Linked DNA regions of Anas platyrhynchos: region 1 is linked to region 2. The links are chromatin contacts, called in public Hi-C maps. All regions are on one chromosome and are shown on one strand. Each heading gives the region's core, a stretch centred on a gene start, on an enhancer-like site or on the middle of the called end of the contact. The rest is flanking DNA. Distances are from core to core; before and after follow the strand shown. Region 1 holds the start of LOC101803839. Region 2 holds the start of LOC101794555 (E3 ubiquitin-protein ligase HECTD3).

What was found. A called contact is a pair of places that touch in the nucleus more often than the background predicts.
Region 1: a Hi-C map of liver shows a contact between it and region 2, with 2.2 times the contacts expected there. The contact joins the promoter of LOC101803839 here to the promoter of LOC101794555 in region 2. A contact is called at or near these places in 2 of 8 Hi-C or Micro-C datasets (liver and subcutaneous adipose tissue).

The regions. Positions count from the first base shown.
Region 1 is chr8:29,820,787-29,824,010 of IASCAAS_PekinDuck_T2T, forward strand. It overlaps LOC101803839, which reads left to right and starts at 1,896. Exons shown (of 5, transcript XM_027463197.3): 1 at 1,896-2,054. The coding sequence starts at 1,991.
Region 2 is chr8:29,625,163-29,628,292 of IASCAAS_PekinDuck_T2T, forward strand. LOC101794555 (E3 ubiquitin-protein ligase HECTD3) reads right to left here and starts at 1,397. Exons shown (of 21, transcript XM_072041725.1): 1 at 1,012-1,397; 2 at 668-828. The coding sequence starts at 1,341. UROD (uroporphyrinogen decarboxylase) reads left to right here and starts at 310. Exons shown (of 9, transcript XM_072041732.1): 1 at 310-677; 2 at 2,766-2,878; 3 at 2,961-3,040. The coding sequence starts at 631.

The DNA.
Region 1 (3,224 bases), core at 646-3,145, 200 kb after region 2:
CTCAGACCTGGCTGCTCTATGTGCTGATCAGGTTTGCAGGAGTGGTTTTGATCCTTGAGAACGTCCCAGGGGACTCACCCTGAGCAAATCACAGCCCCTGCATGAGCCACGCGGGCACAGGGGCTGCCACCCCGCTGTCTGGGGGGAATATTTCTCTCCGTCCATGAGAAATCAGCAGTGCACCAGCAGGATGTTACGAAGTGTTCCCTCATTTTGTTCCCCTCTCTGCGGTGGGAAAGCATCGTGCAGACACTGACACTTCTCTCGCTCCCAGCTGCCCCATCCCTGCTATGGGGAGCCCAAGGTGTCTCATTAATGCGTTAATCATAACCCTAATGAGGAGAGCCGAGATCAGCTAAAGTAATAGCGTTGGCCTGCAGGGGGGCTCATCTGCACGGGTTTATCATGCTGCTCACCAACCCCTTTGGGGAACGCCAGCCCAACTCTCCTTGTCACCCAGCTGCTGAAAATCCCCCGTGCCACAGACACTCGCTTAATTAAAGCGGAGGGACCCGTAACCTTGACGACTGAGAGCCGCTGTCTAGAAGCCAGCTGAGGCAGATACAGCTTCGGTGTCTCTGGAGAAAGAGCAGAGAAGTGACATGAGTCAGAAGCACGCGGGCGTTGGGCTGCGTGGGTCACATCCAGCCCAGGGCCCCAGGGTGCACACCGCAAGGAGCGGAGGTGCCCCGGCCCCGCACATGGGGCTGGGTGGTGCCAGGCAGCAGAAGGTTCCTACAACTTTCCAAAATGTTGTAAATGCCCTTCAAATAATTCCCCTTAAGGGCTGGGAAGTTTGTAAAGGCCTCGTTACTTCTGCCTTAACGGGATGCCAGAAGTTAGTGGCAGTAAGAGGTTAGAAATACATTTCCAAGAAAGGGGGGGGAGATTTCATGGGGTTTTTGAAAGAGCCCATAGAAGACCACGATCAGCCCTGCTCCAGCACAGTCAGATCACCCCAGCAATCTTCTGCCTGCCCCAGAACCAGGGGCAGAGCTACCAAGAAGCTGTGTTGGAGGAAGGTGAGGGCTGGAGGAACAAAATGACCCATTTCCACCTTCCACACTGTGCTGCAGGCACCGGTACCAGGGTGGAGGAAAGGACCCGGAGCCCCCCTCTGCCAAAGCAGCCCAAGAAAGGTTCAGCAAGGACTGTGCCACGGCCAAAAGGCATCTTCCCAAATCAGAGGAGCCCAAAACCTTCCTTACTAGTTTCTGTGAGCACTGACAGGCAGGATGGGAGGGCTCGAACCAGCTGGGCTGGAGAGGAAGCAGAGTGGCCGAGGGATTTGCAGGGGGATTTTTGGTCCTTCCAGAAAACAGCCCAGGCTGCAGGGCGCCTCTCCACAACCAGCTTAGTACTGGGGCTGCTTCTTCAGAAATGCCAACCAGATGAATGCCATCAGACTTTCCAAAGGAAGGCAAGGCCGAACCAGTGGCTGTCTGGGTTTGCGCCCAGGCTGGGATTTCCTTCACCCAGCAAATATCTGGGGAAAGGGCCCGGCCTTTGCAGTGCCCAGACCCCAAGAGAGGTGGGACAGGGCTGCGGGATGCCCCAGGAACCACTCGTGGCACCCCCACTGCCACCCAGGGCAGCATCCAGGGGCACCCCGCTCCCAGCCCAGGGACCCCAAAGTGGCACAGGGGGACCCCAGGGGGATGCTGCCCATACATCGATGTATGGGGCAGAAGCGGGGGTGCTGGGCTCAACCGGGGGGATACCAGAGGGGATGTGGGACCAGAAGGGGGATGCTGAGGAGGGACCGGAGCGGGGACGGGTGGGGGAACACGGGACAGCGCAGGGGATGCCCGGGACGGGGACAACCGGGGATGCCAGGACCCAAACGGGGCCGGTCCGGGGGTGGGGTGGGTGTCAGCATCCCCCCTCCCCGCACAGCCACGACCGGGGCCGCCCCGCTTACCGGCCCGCCCCGCTCCCGCCCCGCTCCCGCCCCGGTGCCGCCGGCGGAGGCAGCGCGGCTCGGCCCAGCATGGAGGGGACGCGGGGCGCCCTGCTCCGCCTGGCCGCCTGCTGCCTGCTCTGCGCCCTGCCAGGTACCGGGGGCGGCCACCGGGCCGGGGGGGCACCGGGCTGGGGGGAGAAATCAACGGGGAGGAGGAGGGGGGCCCGCCGGGCTCGCAGCACCGGGGGAGTTGGGGGGCGCAGTCGGGGTTGGGGGCTCCGCAGCTCGCAGCCGGGACCCCGCGGGGCGCGCCCCGAAATTTGGGCAAAGCCCGAGCGCTGCGGGGGGCGAGGAGGGGGTCCCTGGGGGTCGCCCCGAGGAGCCGAGCTCCGGTCCCCGGTCCGAGCCTCGGAGCTGGCACCGAGGGGACCGGGGACAAAGCGGGAGGGGAGGGGGCGGCGACCACCGGAGCCGCATGGGGGGAGCGCCGCCGGTAGCCCGAGGAGCCCCCCGGTAGCCCGAGCCCCCCCCGCGGTAGCCCCGTCCCCACGTGGGCTCGCAGCGTCGCGCTGGCGGCCACGCGGCGGGGCAGGGGCAGGGGCAGGGGCTGGAGCCGTCGCCATCCCCCTGGCCGTGGCAGTGACAAAGCCGGGGGGGGGGGGGGGCTCGGCGAGCAAGCGTGGTCCTTCTGCTTGGCTGCTAAGAGAAAAGGAAAAAGAAAAAAGGAAAAATAACAATAAAAAAAAAACCAACTCGGCCAGACCCCGATCGGGTCACAGCGCGGCAAAGGGCAGCGGTTGGGGATGAAGGGATGAGATTTTTTTGGGTGCTTTTTTGCCTCTAACAACGGCTGCTGGGAGCCCCCCGTGGGTGCCCGGCGCTGGGAGCTGCTGAAGGTTTTTGAGCTCGGGCTGAGGTTTGGCGCCCCGGATGCGGTTTTGTCTGGGTTTGAGGCTGAGCACGGTGAAGCGGTCCCGAAGCAGCCCCCATTCTGCTGGGAAAGCCCTGGATAAAGCCACGCTGCCCGTATGAGGGTGGCTGTGCCGTTACGGGGTGTAGCAGTGCAGGAGCTCGGGGCTGCCGCTGCCTGCGCTGGCCCCATCGCGCACGCCGGGGTACCCCAGGGAGCTGCTTTCCTCTGCTGGCTCGTGGGAGCCCTCCCGCTGCAACGTCCAAGACTCAAAGTGCTGGGCCGTGCCAGAATTAACATCGTGCTGGACTTTTCCTGGGTTGTTTCGTGCCTAACGTCCCAGTCCCAGCGTCCCTTTGTGGCCTCAGGAAATGGCACCTATGCGGCTGGCCTGGCCCTCGTCCTCGCAGC
Region 2 (3,130 bases), core at 147-2,646:
GATGGAAAACGAGTGAGAGAATCCCAAGGGAAAGGAGCAGGTGGTTGAGAAGTAGCTGGAAGGGGAAGACATGGATTTAAAGCCCCACCACACCCCTTCCTACACCATATCAGGTCTCATCAGATGCCATTTCTGTTCAGAGCATCTTTCCTTCTTCCAGTCCACACCCAGCTGTGTGGGTAACAAGCATTCTGACCAAGCAAAATTGGGTAACTCCGTAACTGGATTCCCTATTACCTCATTTTAATGCAAGAAGTGGCCAAGTGGGCTGGGGCTTTATAATCCAGAGCAGAAAGGGCTGAGGGACAAAACAACAAAATCTCAAGCAGCAGGACATAGGTGGACGAAAACCGCACTGCTCTCTTCCATGCAAGGAAAAGGAGACATCAAATGAAGACAGCAGGTTCAGATTATTAACAAGCTAAAGACGCTAAAATATAGAGACCTAAGGTTTGACGCCTCTCCAGCTCCTCACTGTGGGCAGCAAAATCTTGATTTCTTTTCTAAGTCAGGGTCTGCAGGGGGATTTTGACATTTCCTGCATGCTGCACCCTTCCAAGACGCCAGGAAAGCAAGATGCTGCACGTGTGCCTCTGAAGCAGCCCGGGGAGCCATGTCAGCTATCGTGACATGCAGAGAAGAGAGGATGTGAGCCACAGCTCCGTACCTGATCACAGGTTTGTAATCAACCCCGAACAGCTGCTGCTGCCTCTGGATCCTCTCCGTGGACTCGACCGGGACCAGCCTGTCCCCTCCTTCTGCGTGCTTGCACACCAGCACCCAGCCTTCCTCCAGCTCACAGCCACTCTTGTACTCTTCCAGCTGCTCCTGCATGGAAAAATACATATTGTGGGGATCTGCACGCCAAGATACCGCGAACCCCAAGGGATGGGGAATGCGTTGGGGGTTAAATAACACTCCTGAGCCTGCCCTGCTGCGAAACGCTGCCTGTGATGGGCCAGGCAGGGAGGGGGGGGGGACACAGAGGGGCCCCGCTGCGCTCCCCGTTACCTTGCTGAGCTTCACCCAGAGCCCGGCGCCGTTGCAGTACTCCTCGCCGGTGGCTCGGAGGCAGCCGCCCTTGCGCACCTCGATGGTGGCCCGCGCCGCCCGCTTGCCGCCCCGCGCCGGCCCCGGGCTGTCCCAGACGCTGAGCAGGCTGCGGGCGGCGGCGGCGGCGGTGGCGGCGGCGGGGTCCTTGCAGATCTTGTACTGCACCTCCCGGGGCACGTAGCACAGCGCGGCGGGCAGCGCCCGGGCGCGGCGGAAGCACTCGCTGCACTGCAGCAGGAACCGCAGCCGGCCCAGCACCTGGTGCGGAGCCTCCCCGCCCGCACGCATCGCGCTGCGGACACCGGAGAAACCGGGGAGGGGGACGGGGATGTGGGGGGGGGGGAGGGGGGCAAACCCCGCCCGCCGCCGGGGCAAGATGGCGGCCCCCGAGGGGAGGACGGAGGCAAGATGGCGGCGCCCGTGCGGTGTACGGAGGAGGCGGGGAGCGGGGCAAGATGGCGGCGTACGGATGGGGATAGGGCGGGGCAAGATGGCGGCGCTCGTGCCACAGGGGAGGGGGTGGTGCTAAGATGGCGGCGGCCCTGAGGCGGGGCGGGGGTGGGACAGCGCCGAGCGGGGCGGGCCGGGAAGCGGAGCAGGATGGAGGGCGGTGAGAGGCTCGTGTGAGTAGTGGGGACCCGCCGGGCTGACCCTGACACCGCGATGGGGCGCGGGAGGGGGTCACCGGTATGGCCCGGGGGTCCCTTGTGGGGGACACTGGTGCGAGCCCAGTGGGGAACTGGGGACACTGGTGTGTGGTGCTGGGATCCCGCACTGGGGTGGCACTGGGGTGGCGCTGGGGACACTGGGGACACTGATAAGGTGTTGGGTAGCCATGCGGATACTGCTGTGGCACTGGGGACACTGGTGTGGCACTGGAGACACTGGTGTGGCACGTTGGACAGTGCTGTGGCGCTGGGGTGATACGACCCTGGGGACACTGGTGTGGTACTGGGGACACTGGTGAGGTGTTGGTTGACCCTGGGGACAGTGCTGTGGCACTGGGGACAAATACTGTGGCACTGGGGACATCAGTATGGCACTGGGGTGCTGTGACCCTGAGGACATCCGTGTGGCACTGGGGAGGCTGATCCCGCCCTCGGGTGGCTCACTGGGGACACTGGAGTGGCCCTGGATCTGCATGGAGGTTTTGGGGATCTGTCCCTGTGTCCCCCACCCCTCACAGCAGTGAGGTCCTGCGGGGTCCCCATCCCACCCCATGTGTGTGCACACCGGGTTGCAGCTCCGGAGTGGTGACACCACTGGGAGGGTACTGGGGACATGTGGTGACCAGCTCTGTGGGCACCTGGAGCCCCAGGGACCCTGCCCCACGCCACCATCCCCGTGCTGCACGGTGCTGATAGGGGCTGGGGACAGCCAGCAGCAGGGCTGCCTGTCCCCCGGGCCCTGCTGGTCCCAAATCTCCCCAGGCGGGAGCAACTGCTGCCCCTGATAACGTAATCTCACGGACCCGGGGGTGGGCATCGCCTGTCCCCAGGGAGGGCCCCGCTGTCCCCCTCAAAGAGGCCCTGGGAGGTGACAAGGAGGGAGCATTTGTCACCATGGACCCAGCTGGGTGCAAACCCCTACCCTGCGGTCACCGGCCGGGGAGCAGGGACGAGCCGCCAGCCCTGCACCTGCAGCCCTAGGGGGCTGGCGGGGCATCCGGTCCCCGTTTTGGTGCTAACACCCCTCTGATTTTCCTTCTGCAGCCCCAAAGGCTTCCCCAAGCTGAAGAACGACACGTTCCTGCGTGCGGCGCGCGGCGAGGAGACGGAGCACACCCCGGTGTGGTGCATGCGGCAGGCAGGGCGCTACCTGCCCGGTGAGAGCCGGGTGCGGCGTGAGGGGTTGGGGGCGGTGATGGGTACAGCGTGCACCTCGTCACAGCTGCGGGTTTCTTGCAGAGTTTCGGGAGACCCGGGCTGCTCAGGATTTCTTTGCCACTTGCCGGAGCCCCAAGCTGTGCTGCGAGCTGACGCTACAGGTGAGCGTCCCCCGGGAAGGCTGTGTGTGTCCCCCATCCCCTCTGGAACGGGGATGGGGAGAAACCTTAGGTCAGGCCCTTACCTCCAGG